Linked DNA regions of Mus musculus: regions 1, 2 and 3 are each linked to region 4. A link is a contact called in public Hi-C data. All regions are on one chromosome and are shown on one strand. The core of a region is the stretch at or near the end of the contact, and the rest is flanking DNA. Distances in the headings are between cores, read along the strand shown.

What was found. A called contact is a pair of places that touch in the nucleus more often than the background predicts.
Region 1: a contact with region 4 is called in a Hi-C map of muscle stem cells, with 2.0 times the contacts expected there. The contact joins two enhancer-like sites. A contact is called at or near these places in 2 of 39 promoter capture datasets (cranial neural crest and hippocampal neurons), 25 of 484 Hi-C or Micro-C datasets (the N1E-115 cell line, adipose-derived mesenchymal stem cells, brain and 16 more), 1 of 115 datasets of contacts at active chromatin or transcription factors (astrocytes) and 1 of 9 other capture datasets (embryonic stem cells).
Region 2: a Hi-C map of uterus shows a contact between it and region 4, with 2.7 times the contacts expected there. The contact joins two enhancer-like sites. A contact is called at or near these places in 7 of 39 promoter capture datasets (the 3T3-L1 cell line, 3T3-L1-derived adipocytes, cranial neural crest and 3 more), 1 of 15 datasets of contacts at CTCF or cohesin (embryonic stem cells), 19 of 484 Hi-C or Micro-C datasets (the HL-1 cell line, the HPC-7 cell line, adipose-derived mesenchymal stem cells and 12 more) and 1 of 115 datasets of contacts at active chromatin or transcription factors (astrocytes).
Region 3: a contact with region 4 is called in a Hi-C map of muscle stem cells, with 2.9 times the contacts expected there. The contact joins two enhancer-like sites. A contact is called at or near these places in 4 of 39 promoter capture datasets (cranial neural crest, hippocampal neurons, liver and 1 more), 7 of 484 Hi-C or Micro-C datasets (the G1E-ER4 cell line, adipose-derived mesenchymal stem cells, cerebellar granule neurons and 4 more) and 1 of 115 datasets of contacts at active chromatin or transcription factors (embryonic stem cells).

The regions. Positions count from the first base shown.
Region 1 is chr1:193,705,738-193,708,982 of GRCm38.p6, reverse strand. All of the region lies in intron 3 of Gm31870 (a long non-coding RNA gene), which reads right to left. Among named protein-coding and RNA genes, the nearest start is that of Gm31870, 52 kb to the right of the region's middle. Within about 2 kb of position 1,857, at least 3 of the 459 cell types and tissues checked have an H3K27ac peak or open chromatin away from gene starts, as enhancers often do. A contact at or near this core is called in muscle stem cells, where this site is marked.
Region 2 is chr1:193,381,907-193,384,828 of GRCm38.p6, reverse strand. No RefSeq gene overlaps it. Among named protein-coding and RNA genes, the nearest start is that of Camk1g, 13 kb to the right of the region's middle. Within about 2 kb of position 1,573, at least 101 of the 459 cell types and tissues checked have an H3K27ac peak or open chromatin away from gene starts, as enhancers often do. A contact at or near this core is called in uterus, where this site is marked.
Region 3 is chr1:193,574,792-193,577,591 of GRCm38.p6, reverse strand. No RefSeq gene overlaps it. Among named protein-coding and RNA genes, the nearest start is that of Mir205hg, 66 kb to the right of the region's middle. Within about 2 kb of position 1,396, at least 45 of the 459 cell types and tissues checked have an H3K27ac peak or open chromatin away from gene starts, as enhancers often do. A contact at or near this core is called in muscle stem cells, where this site is marked.
Region 4 is chr1:194,807,146-194,810,240 of GRCm38.p6, reverse strand. It overlaps Plxna2 (plexin A2), which reads right to left. Exons shown (of 32, transcript NM_008882.2): 29 at 2,570-2,739; 30 at 1-179. Among named protein-coding and RNA genes, the nearest start is that of Mir3962, 13 kb to the left of the region's middle. Within about 2 kb of position 1,755, at least 29 of the 459 cell types and tissues checked have an H3K27ac peak or open chromatin away from gene starts, as enhancers often do. A contact at or near this core is called in muscle stem cells and uterus, where this site is marked.

The DNA.
Region 1 (3,245 bases), core at 608-3,107, 1.1 Mb after region 4:
ACCATCTATGCCTGTGGCTTTTGTAGCCTTCTGCCAACTTGCTTAGCATGGCTGTAAAATGTTCCCAACATCCTACTAGCCCAGCAGACCCCCAAAACTATACATAAACAAATGCCAGTTTAGTGTTAATTTGTGTTTATCTTGTTGGTTGCCTTTTCCTGTGTGCAAGGGAGACATTTACATTTCTTTCTTTTTGGATGTGAAGTCCAAATTCATATCCTCAGCAGTTTTATATGGAGTTGAGCTACTCAGATAAACTATGACTCTGTTATTAAATGGTAGGGATTCTGTAGCCACATGGGGAACAGGGTATTTTTTTTGTTAGTTTATCCTATGCACCGTGTTTGTTCCTCTGAAGCATCCATATGCATAATCATTTAGCTGCTTTGGGTTTGTTGTGGAGGTTATTCTAGAAAGTGCCTGCAACTTCACCTTACTTTGTTGAGGAAGAAATGTATTCTTACCCCAGTTCTTAAAAACAAAATTTGGGGCCCAGAATGTAGAACTTACTTCAATTATGGGGGGCAGGGAGGTGAAGAGTTGACACTTCACCATGTGCTCTGATCATCATCCAAGCTTTCAGCCTCTTTGCTGTCTTCCATACTGAAACACGTACAAGGGACATAGTGGTTGGATGGCCTTTACTTTTCTGTCTTGCTGTAACACCTAACACGTGGCTAGGCACACAGATGTTCACTGAAATGGATGGCTTCTCCTTTCCCTCCCTCTCTCTCCCTTTTCCATGTAGCTTTTATAGGTAGCGCTTGCTAACTTCCTTTTAGCCTCTTATATTGATTTTTTTAGAAAATCCACAAAGTCCCCAGATAAGAGAGAATACACAGGAAGACAAACATCAGACAAGAATAGCTAAAGGACATTTGCTTTTTGAATAGTATAGAGTGGCTTCATTTGGCCAGATAAATGTTTTCGCTCTAATGGGAAGCAAAAAAGCAAGCTGCCCACAGGCACCACAAGTTCACCTCCTGAAGGGCAGAGACCCAGCAGAGAAACAGTGTTGCTTAAAGCCACAGGGAGGTGTGCTGGGACCTCGTTCTGCGGATGGGGTAGCCTCAGCTCCGAGGCCCCCATCCCTGCCAGTGAATTCTGGAAAGAACAAACACCATGAGAAAGTGGCTCACACAGGAACATTCCCACAGCCCTGGGCATTTCTCAAATGCTCCAGGATTCCAGAAGCAGCTGCAGGCCAGCAGCCTGCAGGATTGGCAAGAACTGGGCTCCACGGCCATCTATGGCCACAGCCCGCACCACTCTTCTCTTGCTCCTCATCAATTTAAAATGGAGCTTAAAACCACTGGGGTTTTACTGATCTTTGGCCCAACAAGTAAACTGGTTTTCTCAGGCCACATGCAAGAGAAAAACAAGACCTGTCCAGGAGCATCTTGGCTTGATGTTCTACAAAACATGGCTATCTGTGTTCTGTACTCCTCAGGAGATGGACGGGTGGCCTGTGAACAACAGTCTGGCCCATAACCCCGTGCTGGTGTTCCTTTCTTACCCACGGCTCCAGGCAATGCCAGCCATATTCCCTTGTCTCTCACCTATGTCCTTGATTACTCTTCCTTCCTCCTGGGTACCACTGAGATGCTGCTAGGCAGCATGGAAGCAGAAGCAGAGTGTTCCATAGTGTGTGTGTGTGTTTGTGTGTGTGTGTGTGTGTGTGTGTGTGTGTGTGTGTGTGTAGGTGTGAGTTTTGGTTTCAGTTTTGATTTTGCTTTGCCTTTTCTTTCATGATTTTAATACAGCCAATGAAAGGGGGCCAGTAAAGCCCTCTCTCTTACAATTGAGCAATTGAGTGAAGTGGTTTTAAAGTTCTCTAAAGTGCTGATCGTCAGTGATTGGTGAGAGGCAAAGTCCGTGAGTAGAGTGAGAAGAGACAGCTGGGATTGGGGTGGGAGCACAGAGGAAAAGAGAATGGGCCATGAAGGATAGAAGGAGGAGGACAGAGGGGAGACTACAAAAGGGGAGGACAGAGCAGGGGAGCAGAGGGAACAAGGAGTTGACAGAGGGAGAGGACAAAGAGGGAGGCAGAGAAGGACAGAGAGGTTAGGCTGGGAAAAGACAGATAGGGGAGGACAGAGAGGGAGGACAGAAGGGGAGGACAGAGAAGTTAGACTGGGAGAAGACAGATGGGGAGGACAGAAGGGGGAGGATGGGGGAGCAGGGGAGAGGACAGAAGTAAGGACAAAGAGGGATGCAGAGAGGTTAGGCTGGGAAAAGAGAAATAGGGGATGACAGAGGGGGAGGACAGAGGGAGAGTACAGGGGAGTACATAGGGGGAGAACAGAGGGGGAGGGACAGAGAAAGAGGATAGATGAGGGAAAAAAGACATGTAGAGGAGGCTGTATTGTTTACATCACTATTTTCTCACCCTGCCACCCCCAGATACTCCATTTTCCCAAGGATCAAAAGATCACAATAATCTCTGTGATCTGACAGAGTCATATGAGAATTTGAACTCTACCTGGAGGTAGTAAATGCTAGTTCTTACCAGGGTCTTTGGATTTGCTAATACACAGCTGGAATGTCTGAGTTTATGAGCTGAAGTTCTTTAAAGCTGCCGCATCTGCAGACATGCTGTCTACTGTCAAAGCTGTGTGACACTGGAGAGATGGAGTCGCCTTGGGCTGTCCTCAGTCTCCTTCACAGCCACTACGAGCCTCTGTATCTGCCCATCTCTTTGATGACTAGGTAGACACTTGGAATGTAGGACTTAGCAGACCTCTATCTTTCACCAAGCCTAGAGACAACAAGAAGCCTAGAGAAGAGACTGCCCAGCTGTCACCGGCCTGCCTGGCACCCTCACCATGAGCTTGTAAACCTTGTAACTTCAGGCTTCTTCTGGTTCTGTGATTATATAAAGTTTGTGCAATCTCTCCCACCACAAAGCAAGCCATTTGGAAATCAGGACCCCGTGTTCTTGGTCCATCATCACAATCAATGTGTTTGGTTCAGAATAAACTGTCTCTTACTCCCATTGGAGCAAGAGCTATGCTTTGTCAGGACAGCTTAGGAGGATTTTAAATATTTAAACAAATCCATACTTGCATCAGGCTGTTTTGGTTGTTTCCAATGGTATGTTCCTTTTGCTCATAATATGTATGATATAAATCAACAGGGTGTTTTGGTTTGGTTTGGTTTGGTTTGGTTTGGTTTCCCAAGCCAATCAGCTTTTTAATTATCTGGACACTAGCTACTAACCCATTGCAACCTAGAGATCAATTCCA
Region 2 (2,922 bases), core at 324-2,823, 1.4 Mb after region 4:
AAACTTGTGAGGTATTTGTAGAAAATTTGACTTCTGACTCGACCTCAGCAGTGTAACTCTGCTCCACACAGACACCAGAGAATCCGAGCCAACAGATGTCGGGCTCCTCACAGTGGCGGCTTCTAGCTATCCTGTGACCAATCCTATGGGGATATTTAATGTCTCCAGCAGAAGTCACACCAAACCGCAATCCCCTGCCCACAGTGATGAGCACAATACTGTCCACCCTCCAGGTGGGAGCCCTCAGTGCTGATGGGAGGGATGAAGTGGACAGTGGTGGACACAGGCTGTTCACCACACTTCTTCATATCTGTTTTCTCACAAAGATTCATAGCCTCATGTCGATGATAATGGTAGTGATGGTGGTCGTGATGGTGATCATGGTGAGAGTCATGGTAGTGATGATGATGGTTAAGATGATGAGGGCGATGATTAAGGTGATGATGATGATTTTCTGATGGTGATGATGGTGGTGGTGGTGATGATGATGATGGTGATGTTTACAGGTGACAGCTATTGCTTATTCTTTTCTAATAATAGTGCTCAGTATTGTTTTAACTTTCAAAACAACCTTGTATGGTAAGTGCCATTTACAGCTCCATTTTAATTTCATGATCGCTATTGAGTATATGGTAGGAAAGGTCACGTGTGGCAGTCAGAGGACTTTAGGGGATCAGTCCTCTCCTTCTACCTCTACACGGGTCTCAGGGATTGCCAAGTTTGCACTGCAAGCACCTTTCTCTGCTGAGCCGTCTTGGTGACCCTTTTATAAGTGAGGAAACCAAGGCACAGCACAGATGTCGCTTGCTTGGATCACAGAGTCAGTGAGTGAGAGAGACAGGGTTGTAACCCAGCCTCTGGCACTAGAGAGCACCATGATTTTGGCCACTGCCCAGTTCCATTCCTGTGAAATTACTTCTAATTTTTCAAAGGAGGCAGGTCTACCTTCTAGATAAACCCAAATATTGCAATTATGAACAGTTCCACAGAGAAGGTGTCTGCACTCAGGTCATTGTTTAAAGGGAGATCCAGTTCATATGAGACAGTCTTGCTGACGCCCTAACAATGGCTGAAGACCCCTCCAGGTATTGTCTGGTCACCTTCTCCACAAAAGTATAATATTCCTAGCAATTTACCAGACAATAAGTAGAGAGCACAAAACATTTCTTGAATTTTCCCAAGGAGTTGCCTCCCTGGTCACACAGGTCACCTGTAAATGATGGCCCTGGAGCCTTCTCATTCTCCCTTTCCTCCCCCCTTTTCTCTTTCCCTTCCCTGGGGATTCTACCTGGGGATACGCTGCAAACTGGGCATCCTCCCCCAAATCTAACCTCTCTTTCACTCTGCCTGGAGAGGAGACATAAGGGTGAACCCCTCCTCTCTTTCTCTCTCTCTCTCTCTCTCTCTCTCTCTCTCTCTGTCTCTGTCTCCCACCCCGTCTCTCTCACATGTTCCCATACACTCTCTCACACACGTGCACACACACTTTCTCATGTTCACACTCACAGACGGGTGGGGGGAGAGAAAGAATATACAGACACAGAGAAAGACAAAGACACAAGCGGGGAGTACCCTGCCCCACAGTGGCAGCCTTCTGTAACTGCAAAGAAAATGCAAGTAAAAACTATCTCATCAGTGGCTCAAGCCCACCCAACAATAATATATTTTTTTAAACTGAAAAGTGGAATTGGGAAACATAAATGTGGGGAGAGGACCTGTTCCTGGGCCTTGGGCTTGTATTTTGCCCTTGTTGCTGGAATGAGTGGAAGTCCAAAAACAGGTCACTGGCTGAGCTCTAGATGGCCAGCAGAGGGCTCTGGTCCTGCACTCGGAACCTGAACTGCCATCCAGGCTAGCCATCCCTTCCTTGAGACCTCTGAGAGCTTCTCATCTCATCAGGAGGGGTCTGCTAATCCAAACACAGAATAACTCATGGTCCTTGTTAGCGCACCTCAGGGAGTCAACCATTGGCTTCCGGTGTCGCTTTTTCCTTGGTACTCAGCCTCCCCATTTCCAGGTTTTCTTGTGAAAGTCCAATCTCCTCGAAATCTAGTTTTCATTTGTGCCAGCTGTTTGTTTGTTTGTGTTTTTGTCAACCGGACACAAGCTAGGACCACCTAAACAGAGGGAACCTCAGTTGAGAAAATGCCTCCATAAAAGCGGCCTGTGGGCAAGCTTGTGACGCGCTGTCTTAGCTAATGATTGACGTGGGAAAGTCCAGCCCATTGTGGGTGGGGCCACCCCTGGGCTGGTGGTCCTGGCTGAAAGAAAGCAGACAGCCTCCGTCTGAGATCCTGCCTCCGGTATTCCTGCCCTGGCTTCCTCAGGGATGAACTGTGATGTGAAACAATAAGCTGACATAAACACTTTCCTCCCAAGTAATAGAAACCCTAAAGCAGGTGGAGCTTAGTGCTGGCTATTGTGTTTAAAAACGCTATCAAAGATACACAGTCAGCCCGTACTCCACCCCATCCCCACATTCCACTCAGCTCTTCTGTTGCTATCTCAAAGGCACCTCTACCACTGGGATTCTGCTGAGAGAAATGTCTGGGAATTATTGCCGGCTCCAGGCAGTCACTCTAGACTGTGAAGGGTCTCCAGCCAGCTTAGGAGTGGGCTTGGCATTCCTAAAGGCATAGTCCCACGGAACTGTGGCCAAATCAGCTCTTATGAACATGTCTCTAGGTAGTTAAAAGCACAAAACCACAAAACGGAGCTTTGCTTTCTTACAAGTGTGCTGTCAGGCAGACCCAAAGTGGGAATTGTGCTTCGCAAAACATACAGCAACAGCTGGCCCCGTGATGAATTCTGACACACTGCATTCTGCACACAGCTCATGGGGGAGGGGGTTTCCAGATGGAGAACAAAAAAACAGGAGGAGTGAAGACGATTCCACACCACCAGCAATAGCCCTGGCTGGAG
Region 3 (2,800 bases), core at 147-2,646, 1.2 Mb after region 4:
TGCTGCTTCACTCTTAAATGTAACCAAGATTTAACTCCAACTGCATCCACCTGAGACTTGGTGCTAATGTCCAGGAGTGATGGATACATAGACAAGCAGCATTGCTGAGTATCTCCAAAGTGCTGGACATTTAACAGTCACTGTACTCCATAATATGGGGACACCTTTGCTCTCCCAATGAGGAGGAGGCCCCAGGAAGAACACCAAGAACATTCCACAAGCAGCACAAACCCATCTGACCAAAAGCTCACACTTTGTATAGCTTTATTCTAAGCTGAGAAAAGAGATTAGTCAAGATTTTAATTAGAATTTACCTCTGGCTATGCTTCTTTGCAATAGGGCTAACTGTGTGATGTGTGGAGCCCAGACACAGTGGAAAAGTGTTGTGTGCATTTTTCTGGGGAGATGTGAGCAAACATCTATTCACCCTCTGACAGGGTACTGACGATAGTCCCACTGAAGTCTGACCTAATGAACCAGTGTGTTCACTGAGGTAACTTTCAGGAGCACTTGGGCCAAAAGGCAGCTGTATCCCCCAAAGCCCACCTCAACAGATGTCCAACTTATAAAAGATACACCAATGGAGCCCCAAGTTCAACTTGGAGGTGGTTGCATTTATATAACTTTGAGATGGGACCCATGAATCTTGTTAAGTTTCAGGAGTTTTTTGAAACTTATGTGTTTCATTCATCTCCAGAACTTTAGGGAGGATATGTCAACTTTATATAAAATACAAGACCCCTTGTTCAAAGAACACTAAATGTTTTAAAACAGCAATAGCACAGAGCATTAAAATAAAGATGGAGAATCTTTTTTGTTGTTGCTGTTGTTCTGTTGTTGTTGTTGTTGTTGTTGTTGTTCTGTGACTCTGCTCTGCACTGACTGCATAGCTATGAAATTGATGTTATGCCACAAAATCCAAGGGAATGAAAACAACTGAGAAGCCAAGAGTCTTGAAGTAAGGAACCAGTCTGGAAATACAGACCTAATGGCAAACTCACATCATTTATAAGAACCTTACATCACACCATGAGCCTATTCCTTGTGCTAATACAGACAATAGAAACATGTTTGTGAATACACACACACACACACACACACACACAGCCTGGGGGAACTCAGAGATCAAGGCTGATAAAAATTACATAGCAAGGCTCTGGGGGCAATTGTAATCCTTTTTCTAATCTCAAGAAGATTCGAAATAGCATCCTGGTGACACGGCGAATGAGAGAACATCACCCCTATTGCAGCTGTCACTTGTATCTGCAATCGTGTGACTTACAGAGATTAGCCACGTCCCAGAATTACTGCTCCCATTTTGCATGGTTCTGTGCGTGCCCTTCTTAAGGGGAAATTGCTCAGTTTGAGCTTCGCCTCTTCTGGAAGCTTAGGAAGTTCCGTGCTGCCACCTAGTGTTTAGAATGCAGCTGCAGGCGCTAAGGGCTTGGTGGGCCACCCCTGCTCTGTGAGACTGGCACCATCCTTCCACATTTGCATAGCCCTGCGTGAAGCTTTCCCAGAACCCAGACCAGCTTGTGATGTCTGTGGGAAAGAAGGCTCGTTAGCATTTTCCTAAGAAGCACCACGTGGCAAACTCCTAGACTCTGGGCTCAGTGCCCTTTTGAAGGAAGGCAAAGCAGAATAAGCACGGAAGAAGAAAAAATCAATCAAAGGTTAGAGTCTGTTCCCTTTGGCCATCAGTGAGCCCCAAGTGTTAGTCCCCTAGGAACTTCCATATTCTTAATTTATTTTTGAAAAGTCACAGACAAGTCAGGGCCTTAGAACCAAGATTTCATTTTTAAATAACAAAATGAAACCTCCCAGTCAAGCAGGCTATCTAGAGCCTTGCTCTGAAAAGATTCTTGGTCTCCTACAGCCATTAGTCACAAGGATCTAACACTGATCCCTGTGCCCTTATCCCCTGGGTCCCTCCTGGAGATGAAAAGAGGAAGGTACAGCTAGTGAGTGTTAAGTGCACAGTAAACTCTAGTGCCCCTTGTACCACACACCTAGGCAGAGATACTACCAGAGAACCAAGTCCCTGCTTTTCCCACTGATATGCATGGGGTTGGGGACAGTAGTTCCATCCCTCCTACTAGAGAAAATCAGGATAGAGAAGTAGCTACATATGAGAAAAGAATAGCCAAGTCCATGCTGGGAGAAATCCCAGAGGGTGCTTAGACTGTCCCCTGCTCTCTGGCTTAAGAGGCAAATATGTTTGGTTGCCTTGCTAGTTGGAGACTAGTTCTTCTGTTCTGTACCTTGTAGTCAGGAAATCTGTTGATTTAGGATACAGAAGACACTACCCTGCCAACTGGACTTCCGTTATCCCCCATCTATGGTACTCCCCTTTAGCATTTGATTTTATTTTTTCTCTACTCTGGCCAGGACTCTATTTCTTCTATTGAGCATTTGCGACCATGTTTTACTCCAAGTCCCTGTGATTCCCTTTCAGACAGGGATTCTGGGATGGTGTGGCACAGACTTGGCAGTGCCTTTGTGAACAGCCCAGCTTCTCGCCAAGCTCTTTCTCCTTGCAAAGCTTTCACATTGGTTCCATGCTCCCGTCTGAACTTGCTGAGGCAGTTTACATTTTCTCAGTAGCACAGCATACCAAACAGAAAGGTTGTGGCTAAAGTCAGGGCGAGCGAGCGTGTAAGGCCATACTTGAGTAAGGACCCCACCTCTCTGCCACAGGTCAGCACTGGTATCTCCCAAAGCGATTATGGTTTAACTGGATTCCACAGGCTTGTGTGTCGAATGCTTAAATCCCAACTGCTGATGCTATCTGGGGAGGCTC
Region 4 (3,095 bases), core at 506-3,005:
TGGCATAGAGCAGCTTGTTGGAAGGTGAGTCCTTGCCTAGTCGGTGCTCTGATGTGGAACAGGAGTCCATAAAGGTCTGGGCTACCACAGAGAGGCAGGCATCTGTGATGCTGCCCTTGTGGATGTCAAATACAAATTGAGGGTTCTTGATGACATTCACCCAGAAACGAAGTGGAAGGCTGTAGGAAAAGGCAGAGTACCCTGAAGAATGCACTTTGACATTGCCCCTTCCCAATACTTTCCCCTTACTGCTGAATGGTAGAGCAGATATTCCATTCTAAAAGAGAAGAGAATGAATTCAGAAACTGGTCCAACAGGAGCTAGTTGCTCATCTTATGATGTTCCCAGATGCAGGAGAAAGCAGAGTGGTTTTGATCTTCTTATACCAAGGCATTTATTTGCTCTGCTCCCTAACAGCTGAGGGTTGGGTGTGTCTGGGCTTTGCCCCTTCTTGATAGGCTTTTCCAGAGGCCTCAGTGCCCAAGGGGAAGGTCAACTACAGAAAACAGCACAATGTCCTCAAGGTTTCAGACAAACCCATCAGGCTCTTAGAGTCTCTCACAGAGGTCACAGCCATTGTATAAAAGGATGAAATGGTCAGTCAGTCCTAAGTACTGCCTCAGTGGGGACACTACCCTCTGGAGCCAGTCTGCCATTGAGACAGTTCTCAGTACTGAGTCAGAGGACAGGTTCCTCATGGAGTAATTTCTTTCAGGGGTCTCCTCCAGGGCTTTTTGTGTCTCAGCATGGCAGAGGGAAGTGAGGGACCTGTTGCTGGTATTCCAAGAGAGAATAGCCCACTGTGGCTCTGAGTTTTTCCCTAAAGATAGACTGCTTCTGAGACTCTGGAATCTAAAGGCAGAGGAATAGCCTTCAATGTTCCCAATTCCAGGAGGGATTAAGCCCATTGCTTGCCTTCAAAACAGTTTCTGTAGCTACTGTTTTGCCTCTTTCTGAAGTCTGCCTTCTCTGGCTGCCCTCCAGCCTTGACTCTTCTAATACCTGTGTGGCATGAACCCTGTCACGGGCTTGCCCTCCTAGCCCAAGATAGTGCCCTTAGCTCTTGCTATTCTTTCTTTGAATTCTGCTGACTTCACCAACTTGGAATTTTCCAAGTGTGTTTTTAATGATAGGTATTGTAAATGTCAGTGTTTATCCCCTCCCAAGTCTCCTGTTGTAAATTTTGCTTGCCCTCCAACTTGCAACCCTTCCTTGAAACCTAGGAGGAGCTGCCTCAGCCAGCTTTGGCACAGCTCTTCTGTCTTGTCCTTCTCTGACAGAGCTGGCTGGACATGTCTAAGCTCTTTTCCTTGGACATTTGTTATGTGAAGTGTAAGCCACATGACTTTATCACACTATCACAGTGGGGAGGGGGTGCATTGCTGTTGCTTGAGTCTAGCCAGAAGGCACAGAGAAGCAAACAACCTTTAACTTTCTCCTGATTTTAACCAAACAGCTAGTCCCAGTACTGGGCTCAACATCCTGCAAAGCTGAGGAGACACCATGGATCTGTTTTGGTAGGGGCTTACTGAGTATTCTTCATCTACTGCCACTGAACCATATCACTCCACTGTGACCAAAAATTGCAGATGAGGAGGCCCACAACATCAAAAGAATGAAAGTCTATTCCAAGGCCCCATTGGCTCTCTCAAAGTATTTTGCTGGTTGCTAGGACTTTTGATTTCCAAATGACAGCCTGAACCCATCTGTGTCAGCTCTGTTTTCTGGGGATTGCTGACTCCAGACAGCTGTGTGGGCTTCCTGCCCAATCCAAATGTTTCTCTCCTTTGTGCTCAGTCCTAGAGAAAGCCTTTTGACTCTGGCTCTTGGCTGTCTTGTCTGGTCTATAAGCTGGTCCTTAGCATGGTCTGTAGTCCAGTCTTAAAACCTGGGAGGGAAAAGCTTCATCCTAGGCACTATCAGAAGCTGCTTCTCCCACCACTATTCTGGATGTAGAAGAGACCTGAACAAAAATCATTCTTTCTGTTGCTTCCTGAAAGCTATGATGCTGGGGTTAAAACTTGGCTTTAAGAGAGCAAGTCTGCAATGCAATCTCATACTTGTGGGTTTGTCAAGTCTAGCAAGTACCAGCTTCATCCCCAGAGCTGGCCATCTTTACCAAGGGTCCCAGCTCAGAAGCACATCTCTCAGAAGGTTTAACAGTGATAGACTGCAAAGCTAAGTGGATGCTCACAGTCATCTATTGCATGTAGGTTTTATATACAGCTTTGTTTATGTTCCTTAGTTTCTTCCTCTTGATAACTAGAAGATTCTACATCATAGGGAACAGTTTTACCAAAGGAAGGGTCACAATGGTGAGGCAGAACTCAAAATGATATGCATAGCTCAGGCTAGGCAAGGCCCACTTGTAGCAGGCAGCCTTGGGGATGATGTTGACTCTGCAGTGTCTGTGTGTGTGTGTGTAGTGTGTATGTGTGCGTGATGTGTTCCAGGAGCCAGATAACCTAGCCCCCATCTCTACTTCTCATCTCTAGCTTCTGCTGGTCTCCAACCCCCAAAATGCTGGACCTCCTCAGGTGGCATTCCCATTGAGCTCCCCCAGGGTTACCAGTTGCTTTTCCAGGTGTGCCGCACATCTGTGTCGTGGATACTGTGTCTGTCTGCCTGCTCATCCAGGAAATCAAACATGTACTTGATGGCTAGGGGGAGAGCACTACCCCGGTGCACAGTGCTGAACAAGGTCTCAAACAAGTCGTCCACAAATTTCTGCAGGGTGCCCTGTGGGAGAAAGTGGGGAGGGGGACAATGAAATAGTTAGTGGGTGCCAGAGGGCAGCAGAAGGCATGCCAGATGGGGCCTTGGACCCATCTTACCTTGGAAATTTGTCTGAAATGCAAGAGTGTATAGGTAGAGAGGCAGGAGTGAGGTAGATACTGGGTGGGATGTGGAGTTGGGAGAGACTGACATGTCTGGAAATCCATAGAAAGATCTCTCTTCTAATCTGTGGCAGTGTGCCCTGAAGGTATGAGCTCAGGACATTTGATGGGAAGATAGGAAATGAATGTCCTAAAATAAATGAGAGGACTCAAACTGGCAGCAGAGTCTATAGAGGGTGCTCAGGGAGTCTGACCCCT